Regions from separate parts of the Mus musculus genome. Here all the other regions are linked to region 4. Evidence: chromatin contacts called from public Hi-C data. All regions are on one chromosome and are shown on one strand. The core of a region is the stretch at or near the end of the contact, and the rest is flanking DNA. Distances in the headings are between cores, read along the strand shown. Region 1 overlaps Sv2b (synaptic vesicle glycoprotein 2 b). Region 2 has its middle 52 kb from the start of Sv2b. Region 3 overlaps 1500012K07Rik (RIKEN cDNA 1500012K07 gene). Region 4 overlaps Sv2b (synaptic vesicle glycoprotein 2 b).

Evidence for each region. A called contact is a pair of places that touch in the nucleus more often than the background predicts.
Region 1: a contact with region 4 is called in a Hi-C map of muscle stem cells, with 2.9 times the contacts expected there. The contact joins two enhancer-like sites. A contact is called at or near these places in 10 of 484 Hi-C or Micro-C datasets (B cells, the C2C12 cell line, the HL-1 cell line and 5 more) and 2 of 115 datasets of contacts at active chromatin or transcription factors (embryonic fibroblasts and neural progenitor cells).
Region 2: a Hi-C map of cerebellar granule neurons shows a contact between it and region 4, with 1.7 times the contacts expected there. The contact joins two enhancer-like sites. A contact is called at or near these places in 12 of 484 Hi-C or Micro-C datasets (the C2C12 cell line, adipose-derived mesenchymal stem cells, cerebellar granule neurons and 7 more).
Region 3: a Hi-C map of cerebellar granule neurons shows a contact between it and region 4, with 1.7 times the contacts expected there. The contact joins two enhancer-like sites. A contact is called at or near these places in 1 of 484 Hi-C or Micro-C datasets (cerebellar granule neurons), 1 of 115 datasets of contacts at active chromatin or transcription factors (embryonic stem cells) and 3 of 9 other capture datasets (adipose tissue, liver and pancreatic islet).

What each region holds. Positions count from the first base shown.
Region 1 is chr7:75,140,941-75,143,640 of GRCm38.p6, forward strand. It overlaps Sv2b (synaptic vesicle glycoprotein 2 b), which reads right to left. Exons shown (of 13, transcript NM_153579.4): 7 at 39-149. Among named protein-coding and RNA genes, the nearest start is that of 4930533N22Rik, 110 kb to the left of the region's middle. Within about 2 kb of position 1,446, at least 74 of the 459 cell types and tissues checked have an H3K27ac peak or open chromatin away from gene starts, as enhancers often do. A contact at or near this core is called in cerebellar granule neurons, cerebral cortex and muscle stem cells, where this site is marked.
Region 2 is chr7:75,360,087-75,362,803 of GRCm38.p6, forward strand. No RefSeq gene overlaps it. Among named protein-coding and RNA genes, the nearest start is that of Sv2b, 52 kb to the left of the region's middle. Within about 2 kb of position 1,430, at least 49 of the 459 cell types and tissues checked have an H3K27ac peak or open chromatin away from gene starts, as enhancers often do. A contact at or near this core is called in cerebellar granule neurons, where this site is marked.
Region 3 is chr7:75,328,442-75,331,285 of GRCm38.p6, forward strand. It overlaps 1500012K07Rik (RIKEN cDNA 1500012K07 gene), which reads left to right. Exons shown (of 3, transcript NR_045814.1): 3 at 964-2,844. Among named protein-coding and RNA genes, the nearest start is that of Sv2b, 21 kb to the left of the region's middle. Within about 2 kb of position 1,395, at least 34 of the 459 cell types and tissues checked have an H3K27ac peak or open chromatin away from gene starts, as enhancers often do. A contact at or near this core is called in cerebellar granule neurons, where this site is marked.
Region 4 is chr7:75,263,995-75,266,694 of GRCm38.p6, forward strand. All of the region lies in intron 1 of Sv2b (synaptic vesicle glycoprotein 2 b), which reads right to left. Among named protein-coding and RNA genes, the nearest start is that of 1500012K07Rik, 43 kb to the right of the region's middle. Within about 2 kb of position 1,442, at least 26 of the 459 cell types and tissues checked have an H3K27ac peak or open chromatin away from gene starts, as enhancers often do. A contact at or near this core is called in cerebellar granule neurons, cerebral cortex and muscle stem cells, where this site is marked.

The DNA.
Region 1 (2,700 bases), core at 196-2,695, 120 kb before region 4:
AACAGCCTTTGCTGCAAAAGTGTGCTCACAGATCATACCTGTTTGAAAATGGTCATGAACCTGACCAGCCAGCGCTGGTACCAAGTTCCGGTTGAGCTCTGTATCTCAATGAATTCATCCATTTGCTTGGGAGTTTTGATGTGGGAAACCTGGAAAACAAGGACGGATGTGATTATCTCAGCACTATTTATCTTCAACTTTTTTTTCTTCTAAATGTTTAATGTATTTGGCTCTATTGAATTATCTAGAATTTTAAAAGTGTTTAACAGTCCTCTGATTTTTATGATTTTTTTTAAATGAAGATTTGCATGGCATCTCTCGGTGAACTTTCCCATGTGGATATGTCTGACTGCAAGCAAAATGAACTATAGTTCATTTTGAACTATAGTCTTTTCAGGAAATCAAGCCATTGAGAAATATGTGTTACCAGGTTTATAATATGTTGACTGACAAAAGCTGCTACTGCATTAAAATCCACACTTCTATTAGCTAGTGAGTATGAACATCAGGACAGTTTGGAATACAGGAAAGCCACAACTCGGAGGAGGGACATTGCTACTTGAGATGTTTTAAAAACACAACAGAATGAGAGAAAACATGGCTTCCTGGACATCCCAATTTTCTTGCTATAAATGAGAGTTCTGACGACAGATAAAGTGAAATAGGTCTGTGTTCTCAAACTATAAAAGCCTGGAAAGTCTAATGTAAATAACCCTCACTCACTATAACAGCAACTTTCACGTCAATGTGGTTTTTAAACTAATCATTGAATTGTAGGAGTGCAAATTCCTCTAGTTGAGTTAGCCAGGTCCACAAAGCAGACACTCTCCCCAAATTCACAGGACCAGAAGAAGAGCATTGTTCTATTCTATTGTTCATCTAACGAAGTGTTTGAATTAGGATAAAATAGAGCCAAGTTCTCCATGTCTTTCTTTCAGCCAATAAACTGTGAATGTGAAGATGCCAAGGAGAAACCCGGATGGGGCTAGATAATCTTCAGGATGGCCAGGTGCCTGACAGTCACATCTGTAATCCGATCCTGCTGCCAGCTGCAGCTGCAGCTGCAGCTGCGCAGTCTGTGAAAATAGTCTTTCCTCTGGGCGTCAGCTACTGCCACCGGAGGCCAAATGGAAAGGATGATGGCAGATTTGAAAGCCCCTTATAAAGCACGCTCCAAATCACCAAAGCAGCCGCTGTGGTGTAAACTTTCTTTGCTTTGCTCCTTGGGGGAAATAACGCTCTGTTCCTGGGCTTTGGGGAGTGGGCGTGTTGATTTCCAGCACAACTGCTCGAATTTACAATTAATTAGAACACTTTCTTGGGTGCCACGGAGAAGAGCATATGGCCCGTGTTCCTGTTTACCCTGCCGAAGTTCTTGTAGAATGCTCCAAGTCCCAGACCCTCCAGGGTTTCTCTGCAGGGAAAGCTTGTAGCTGTGGCTGTCCAGGCGCGTGGGAGGAGCATTTCAGAGCTTCAAAAGCCTGCAGCTCCTGAGTCAAGCTAGAGGTGAGCACTGGGATGAACAGCTTCAGGGCTGACCTCTATGGCTGAGCAAGCACATTTAGGAGTGCTTTACTTAAGGGGACACACAAGAACCAGCTTGTGGCTCTGCCCAGGTGGACTGAGTAGAGTATGCAAGCCCCTGCTGACCTCCGATGTCAGCCCAGCTCTCTGAGGTCGGTCAACTTTCAGTTCCTCCATCCTGGTGTTTTTACTTCCTTCCCTTCCCTTCCCTTTCTTTCCACCTTATCCTTCGCTTCCCCTTTCTCTTTCTTCCTTCCACTTTCCCCTCTCCTGCACTTTCTCCCTCTCTACCTTCCTCCTTCACTTCCTTTCTCCCCATTCTCTTCTTCCTTCCCTCTCTCTTTCCTACCTCTTCTTCCCCTGCCTCCCCCTTCCCTGCTCCCCTTTCCCCTAATTCCTGGACTACCCCGTTTTCCACTTCAGCATAGCTCATGATCAACAAGTCAGTTTGGAACATCGAACCTATAACCTTTTAGTTCCTCTTTCCTATTAGGTTAAAAAAGAAGAAGAAGAAGAAGAAGAAGGGGGAAAGTCACTCAAAGCAGATGTGACACCCTAAGATCTAGGGAGTGGCATACACAATAGGGTAAGAAAATCCCAGAGTCTGAGAGGCCCCTTGCACTCTGATCTCCATGGGCTTCCTTCCCAGTGTGCTCCCATCCCTAACATGAAGGTCCTGAAGTAAACAGCTTAGCTTTTGCCTTTAGAAGTTGGGGTGCTTGTTGGTTGTATCACCTCAAACTTCCTTAAAGAATATGAACTAGCTGACTGCCAGAGCTCACCCTGAGGAAGCTTTCCCCTGAATACCCAACAGTGGAATCCCAGCCACCTCTGGGTAGGAGCTGCAGACCAGCAAACCACTTTCTGTTCAGATAAAAGCCTAATTGTAATGTGCTGGATCTTATCTCTTTGCACTTGGCCAAGTGAGAATGTGGGATCACTTTTCTACCAAGGACAGCCAGTCTCAGAAGCCGAGCCAGGTTTCCAGAAGTATTCCTTAAAGAAGTCACAGCCCAGTTGCTCTGGGAGTAGCGTATGTGTGAAAGGTGACCAAGCGTAAGCTGAGAACCCAGTGAGTGTATTCCCAAGAAATCAAGGCTGCATGCAGGCATGCACATGTGCACATGCACATGTTTTGTCACATTCTGACATGGTGTGGAGAAGGACATCCGTGCA
Region 2 (2,717 bases), core at 180-2,679, 96 kb after region 4:
ACCTGAGATGAATAAGTCCCTGTTTCCATAGGAGCATGTTATAGTTTGGTTATGAAATGGCCCACGCAAGCTCTTGTGTTCATCACCTCCTCAGCCTCTGGCACTGTATTGGGAGGTTCTGGAAGCTTCAGGAGGTAGAATCTATTTGGAGGAAATAGGTCACTGGTGACATGGTTATAAAGGTCGGACCTCGTGCCTGCTTCTTAGACACCATGAGGAGAATAAGCCTCCCCTCCATTGGCTCCCACCACCAAGGTCTGCTGCCCAAGCACATGACACAAAGGGACGGTGGACTGAATTCATGGAAAGCATTAGCAAGTATATGCACTGTGCACCTGTAGGTTTTGTGAAGTGTCAAGTTATATTCCGACTGACAGCAGAGACCATTGTGGGGTATCTATTAAAATCCCTGCTCCCAATAAGCTTCCCGGACTTTTTTTTTTTCCTTACAATACCTCCACCCAAGAAAGTTTCCCACAGCATCACGTGTTCAGGTCTGTAAAATAAGTATACAACAAATCAAACGCTAATAGTAAATTTTAAACTCATTTTTAAACAATTACAAAAACATTTATTTTATCATCTCTTTAAATGGAAAGAAAATTAGCATGGTAATGCCATGGATGGTACCCAGGAGCTTCTCTATATCCTATGACAAATAATTCCTATAAGATGTCCACTGTTCTGCTAATATTTTCTAGAGGTGAATGGATACTGCAAAGTTAGCGATGCACCATTAGTTAGCAAGAGTATCGCTGACTCTTTGCACAGATACGTTTATCAGCTCCCTGCTCCAAGAGCATCTGTGAAGCAGATGGAGTGATGGTGTCCCCATCTAAAAACGTGCTGCCAATGCACATGTGTTGCAAGAACCTTTCTGGAATAAGCACTTGGACACCAGTGAAAGTGGGAGAGAGAAGCCACCAGTGGAGCAGAGCCAGGATGGGTCTGAAGGCCTTCAGTCCCGGGTTCAGTTGGCATGCTCCATTTATACTCCAAAACCACAGGGTGGGGCAGGCAAGCAATCGAGATTTTACAGAAGCTTAGCTGCAGGCGGCAGGTTGTTAAGGGCAACCACCCACCCATTGTTTCAGCTCTTTCTCGGGTCATTCTGCTTCAGGTAGCAAGTGAAGTCATGCTTAGCAAATGGGCAGTACCGGCAGTGCCCTAACTAAGTCAGTAAATAAATCAGGAGCCAATAATCCATCTGTTCTGCCTTATTCTGCTTCACGTTGGACCATTCTTGACAGCAGCACTCTGGACAAATTGATTTCTCTCTCATATGAACCAGGTCAATTTTCCCCACTCTTCAAATACAGTCTTGTTGCAAAACAAAAACCACCGGGGCTCGTTGACATCTCTGCAACTGTTTGACCTATTCGGTTGTCATTGCTGATTGAAAAACAAATCCTTACCAATGATGCTGATAGATTTCCTGAGTCGTAGGATGTCCACACCTTCCACTTCAGGATAATATGGCAGTTTCTTCTGCAACTGGCTAAGCCTGGTAAAATTCTACCAGCCGTGTATTGGAGCTGTGGATACTTCTTTCACAGGAGGGTGTTGCATTTCACTACTGATACTTGGAAATACATATTACATTTACATTATTACAGAATGTACCCCCCTTCCCCCCAGTATGTACTGTTCGAAAGAATGTATTGATAGACACACTTCCATGGTCTCTGGTTGTCTGTAGACCAGTGGGTTACACACATGTTCCACCTCTGAGTGTATCAGCGTTGTGTGGGTGAAAAGCCCAGCTAGGATTGCATCCCCAGCCTGAGGCTGTAGCCAGGACCAGTTCTAGCTAGGAAACATTGCGGTGGTGCAGTCACTTTAGGCTGCTGATTGAGAAACACGAGCTTCCTCCATACCATTATCCCAACCCATCAACTACATGAGAGCCTAGCAAGAGCCACAAGACAGAAGGAGGTTGGGCTCTGACAAGCCATATCAAAAGTTTCCCAACCAGTTTGGTGGGGAATCTAAAACAGCAGTGTATTTTTATTGTGTTAATTTTTTGGCAAATGATGTTACCCTGATATAGAAGTTAACATAGCCCAAATGAATGCAGAGAAAATACCCAATAAAATATACTTTAATGTGTATGTCTTAGGGTTTCTATGGCTGTGTAGAGACACCATGACCCTTGCAACTCTTATATAGGAAAACATTTAATTGGGGCTGGTTTACAGTTCAAAGGTTTAGCCCATTATTGACATGGCAAGAAGAATGGAAACAAGCAGGCAGACAGGGTGTATCTCCAACCAAATATGCCCCAGCAATGATAACATGACTCAGTTAATATGAATACATGCTGTGTGCCTAGATTGGGCAGATCTACGGCTACACTACCATCTTCCATAGCTTATGAGGTCCCTTAGAACTTTCGGTTTCTCCAGGCCATGTGCTTCTGCTCTGCTTTTCTTCTCCTTCCTCCTCCTCTGCATCCTCTCCTTCTTCCATTTTCTCCTTCTCTCTCCCAACCTTCCTCTCCACCTTCCCTTTTACCTGCCCAATCATCAGCTCTCCTTTATTGTACAAATTAAGGTGGAAAGCAGGTTTACAGGAAATCACCTGAGTGCTGACTCATTGTTCGCAGCCACGCACAGGAGAACGGAACTAACAGCAACTATAATTAGCCCCAGGGCTATCCACAACAAGGGTGCGGGAGAGGTAGCTGAGAGTACCACATCCGGATCCAAAAGCAGCCG
Region 3 (2,844 bases), core at 145-2,644, 64 kb after region 4:
CTCCTTCCACTATGTGTGTCCCAGGGATCAAATTCAGGTCATCTGGAGGCAAGCATCTTTACCTGCTGAGCCAACTCACTGTCCCATAATATTTACTTAAGTGGAAGAAAATTTTACTTAAATCTTTTACACCTTCCAGTTTTATTAGAATAGGTATGTGTTCCTTCTAGTCACGCAGAAATACAAAATGCATTGAAATTTACCAGTTCTCTCAAACATGAATGAGGAGGAAAACTCAGAGTGACCATGTAGAGGAAAATTCAGAGTGACTCGTACTTCCAAGTCAGGAAATGTTGGAGGAATGACACACTTCTGCTCTCTGGCACAAACTAAATTTGTTCTGCTGTAACAATCTGCAGCAAAGGGACTGTGACTCTTCCTGGCTGGTGTCTTTCTTGGGTTGCTCTCCCAATCCCCTGGCCACTATAACCCAGAGCTTAATAATAAATGTAACTTGGTGATGCTGTCATGCATAATTCAACACTTATTGACTTGCAAGGGACCAGCATTCTCCAAGTGTTTGCAACAAAGCCATTAGTCTTCTATGCTTTTCATATGTGAAGACAACTCAGAACCAACTTGCCATCAGAAACGCAAGAGGACGAAGGCTACTAACAGCTGAGGAATCTACTTAGAAACAGCCAAGCTCAAAGCAGGAGCTTATTTTATATACTCCAGGCACCACACATTCACAGACAGGGAGTGAGAAACCAAGATGTGTATCTAGCCAGGAATCACGTTTCCATGGAGATCTCATAACTCCTGCACCTGCCTTTCTTCTCTTAGCCAGGGTGTTGTGTCCATTTGGTCTCTGCAGGCTTTGCCCATCTGCAATGCAGCTGGGGCCTCAGCTGCTTAAAGACTGCTAATAAGCCTAGAAAATTAACCCAAAAGCCAGACAATAATGTTTACAGTAATTATCTTGTGATTGATTGTCATATATTGTTTTTTTTTTTAATTTAGAGACAAAAAGACTCGGGACCATTTCTCATTGGCAGTAGCAGCAAAACACTGGAAATCACTTTAATGTTCAACATGAGGGGAGTTTTGAAGTCAATAGTGGCGTATAGCTGCATGTGACGAGACACTTTAAAGTGTGAAATCACTTTCTGGAAGATGATTTAATGGAGAGGAGAATGTATATGAGAAAACACAGCCTCCGACCTGAGTCTACAGAGTAACTCCAATATGCAGATGAAGATGAGAGTTTCATGCTTCAAGGAACTGATTTTATACAATTCCTCCAAAGTCTGGAGCATAGGATTTCAATGTAGCCTCTCTACTGCCCTTCCAGGGGTCAGATAGGCTTGCAAATGTTTGAAGAGTAACACTGACCACACAAAGTCATCCAGACAGACTAGCAGAGTCTCAGAGAACAGATGGCCAATGAGAGAATTGGTCCATGTGCCAAAGACCCGCTGGCTGATCTCTGTGGGTGTTTCCACGGCATGGGAGGAAGGGAACTATTGGCTTTATTCTGTGGCACTAGAAATTCAAACACACACAGAAGGCCAGTGGTCTCTGGGTTCATCCTGACCCAGTTCCATCCTCGTAGCTGGCAGATGATGCTCACTGGAGTAAGGCCCAGGCAGCAGCTTTGCTCAGTCTTCCTTGCTAAGCCCTGTGATTCTGCCCACAGTCACTAGCCTATTCCTTTGTACAGGTTCTATGTACACCCTAGCTGAAATATCTTTTTTTTTTTTTTTTGGAGGATGGAGAGATGATTCACCGCTTAAGATCACTTGTTGCTCTTGCAACCCACAAGATGGCTCACAACCATCTGTAACTCCAGGTGCAGAAGATTTAATGCCCTCTTCTGATCTCCATGTGCACTAGGCACATACAAGATACATAGACATACATGCAGACAAAACACTCATACATATAAAATAAGTAAATATAAAAACAATTTTATTTCAAAGAATTGTTATTATTATTATTATAAAGGATCTCATTACTGTGTAGTCCTAATTGGCCTGAAACTCTGTATATACACCAGGCTGGCTTCAAACTCAGATCTACCTGCTCCTGCCTCCCAAGTGCCAGGATGGGATTAAAGCATGCGCTACCAGGCCTGGCTTATTTTTATCCTTTGTCATTTATGTGCTATGTTTGTGCCCTGTGTGGGTTTGTGCACATTGAGTGATGATGCCCATGGAATCAAGAAGAGAGTATTGAATCCCCTAGTGATGGAGTTATAGGCAGTTATAAGTCATCTCATGTGGGTGCTAGGGACTGAACTCATATCTTCTGAATGCAATATGTATTCTTTTTAATTGTTTTGCTTTGGTTTTTGTTTTGTTTTGTTGAAACAGGGTCTCTCTTATGTAGACCTGGCTGTCCTGGAACTTGATATATAGATCAGGCTGGGCTTGAACTCAGAGATCCTCCTGCCTCTGCTTCTCAAGTGCTGGGATTATAGGTGTGCACCACCACACCTGGCAATATGTACTCTTAGCCACTAATCCAATTCTCCAGTCCCATCTGGAGCTTCTTCATCTTCTCTGGCAGGGGAACGCTTCCATCCTTTTTTCTTCTTCATCATCTTGTTTAACGCACATAAGCGTATGCACTGGACACTTTGAGGTGAGGGTTTTCAAACTATTCATATCCAAAGCTTGAGAACACATCTCTGTTAGGTTTCAAAGAACAGTGTTGAGCATTTGAAAAGCAATAGAATGGAAATTTGGTAAGGAATGACATGGACTGAGGGCCAGGGAATACAATGGGAAAAGTACCATAACAATGGTAATCAGACTTGCCTCCTGCCACATAAATATTTGTGCATGGTAAATATCAGAAAGAGAGACACTCCATTAACAATCATTACAACTTTTATTTCAG
Region 4 (2,700 bases), core at 192-2,691:
TAAAATATAAGATGTGAATCCAGTCCTTAATGATTGAAAAAAACTAATAGTGCATACTTACCCTTCTGAGAAACCTGAGAGAGCCAGTGCACAGCAGACTGGGAATTGGGAATAGTGTCCCATGTTGTGCCATTTCTTAAGACTGGAAAACTCCAACAGTGACATCAGCAAAGCCAGTGGCCACTACCCAATCTGGCTCAGAACACTAGGCACTTAGAGTAACTATATGACTATTGCAACTTGCAAGGAGGGGGAAAAATCCACCACAAGTTTTAGAAAACATCAACCATTACATTCCCTGCCAGAGACCCCACAAAGCTTACAAATCAGCTCACACAAGTAAATCTGTCCTGGCATTCATCCTGCTAGGAACCAGAGACTGATAAAACCAGCTTCAAAACAAAAAGAAACATTCTTCTGCCTGGGGTGCGCCGCATTTCCAGGTCTTCTTTGCCTAAGAACTGCTTCCTTGCTTCTTCCAAAACCTTGATCTCAAAAATCAGACACTCTCAGAGTCTCACTGTTGGGACCTGTATCTGTAAAAATGAAGCATCTCACCCTTGCTTGAAGTCTCTTTAACGCATGAGAGCAGCCCGGGCTCCAGCCCAGGTATACAGCTTCACACAAGGGTTTGCTGATGCTGAAGACAGTGTTCACATATACCTTAACTTAGTCGTTTCCAAGGAAACAAGAGATTTGGTTCAATCAACTCAGCACTGCTTTTTGTTCACAAGCTTTAATTTTCATTTTACTGAAATTTTGCCCTTTCCCAAAATCCTACCCTACTTCTGCCTTTCCTGTATTTGTGTTGGTGAAGTGTCCCACACAATTTGAGCATGCTTCTCTATCATAGAAATGGACCAAAAAAAAAAAAATCTGACTTTATTGGTACATAAATCTGTCCCTGGCGATCTTGCACTGACTGAATCAGGGCTGCTTATATTTAACTTTCATTAGTCTGAGTCTGATTTTGTTTAATCCTTGGAATAAACAAACAAATAAATTGCAAGTCTCAAGCTATGTCAGAGACATTATCAAGCTGTGACAACTCTTCTTCAGAAACCACCTGGTAGTTGGAATCCACTCTCCTGCGTCACCGGTAGCGTCAATGCTTCATCTGTTTGGGTGTTTGTGTCCCTGTTTAGGTTCAATGAGACCCTGATCTGTGTTGTAAGCAATCACTAGGGTTTGAATTATCCCAGGTGTCTTCATGGCTTGTGTTCCGTGTCAGCTCAGGGCTGCATGCATGTGATGAGACAGCCTCTGCAGTCAAGGCCACAGCTCTCATTGAGACAGCATAAGAAGAATCCTGTGGACCACACCCTATTCCCAGCCTCCCGGGAGAAGGGGGTTTTAGTTTAATCACAGGATTCTCTGGAAAGTGGAAGGATGGCAAGGCCGCACTCCGACTTACCTCCCCACACTGCCATCTGTTCTCTTGTCTCTGTTCCCAGCAAGCATCTGCTCTCTGCTCACTCCAGGCTCTGCTACTCTGCTAACCTACGGCTCAGACATGACTGTGCAATGAGTTTACAGCCTCTGTGAGCCTCAGGACTTAGTTCCCAAGACCAAAACTGGAGTCAGATTGATGCCTGCTTTCTTGGTCAAGTGCCCACTCAGTACAAACCCAGAGAGCTGTGCCTTCCCTAGGAAAGTCTGTGGATCAGTAAAAGATCAAAGCAAGAAGAGAAACATTCCGGGTGCATTTCCATGTCAACTTTAATAACAGAGGATGAGAAAACCAAGTTTTATTCACATCTTGTTTCTCTAATGCAGATCTTAACATTTTCATCCTTCAAGAGAAAATAGCAATACATCGGGGGATATGATTCAGCCCACCATTAACTGAGTGGATTAGATTGAATCAGGGGCATGACTCTCAGAGCATACCAACAAGAAAGGGAGGGAGAGAGAGAGAGAGAGAGAGAGAGAGAGAGAGAGAGAGAGAGAGAGAGAGAATAAGGTCTGTATAAGACATTCCTCGTCAGAAAAACAGCTTTCAGCCACTGGCCTGGTTTGAGTCAGTTCAGGAAGCATACAATTATATCATTATTAAGTCATATTGAGTACTGGAAAGGGCATATTCCAAGGAAAACCCAGCAGGCATTGGGGAGGTTTCATCATTAGGTATCCCTGTGATGTGATCATGTGAACTTTCCAGTTGTATCACTGAAGTAAATCCCTCTTTGTGCCTCAGTTTCCTGATCAGAAAATAATAGGTAGCACTACCTTGCCCTAAGTTGAACTTGAATATGATAGCATAATATTCCTCTCTTTCCATTCCAAACACATCAAAGATGGAGAGACCTCAGATAGTCTCGGTTCATGTTGAAAAGTCAACAGTTCAATCAAGACTCGTCTCGTGGATCAAAGCACAGGTGGCTGTAGATATTTAGATGATGGTACATGGAAATAAACACATTGGATGGAAGGAGCTTGAAATTTTTTTAATCCTTGTTAATAGGGAGAAAGAAAGAAATGTAGGGTGGGAAGGAACGAAGGAAGGAAAAAAATGAGTGAAATTCTGTTTTTCCATTCTTCTACCCATTTTAAACAGTGTGACAATACCTGCTCATTGTCTTCCAACTATAGGGAATCAATATCCCTTTGAGCCCTGAAGCTCTAGCCATCTTTGCTGAGCCCAGTCTAATATTCTAACTCTCCTTTCTCCTCTTCAGACAAGTACGAAGTTCTGCTCAA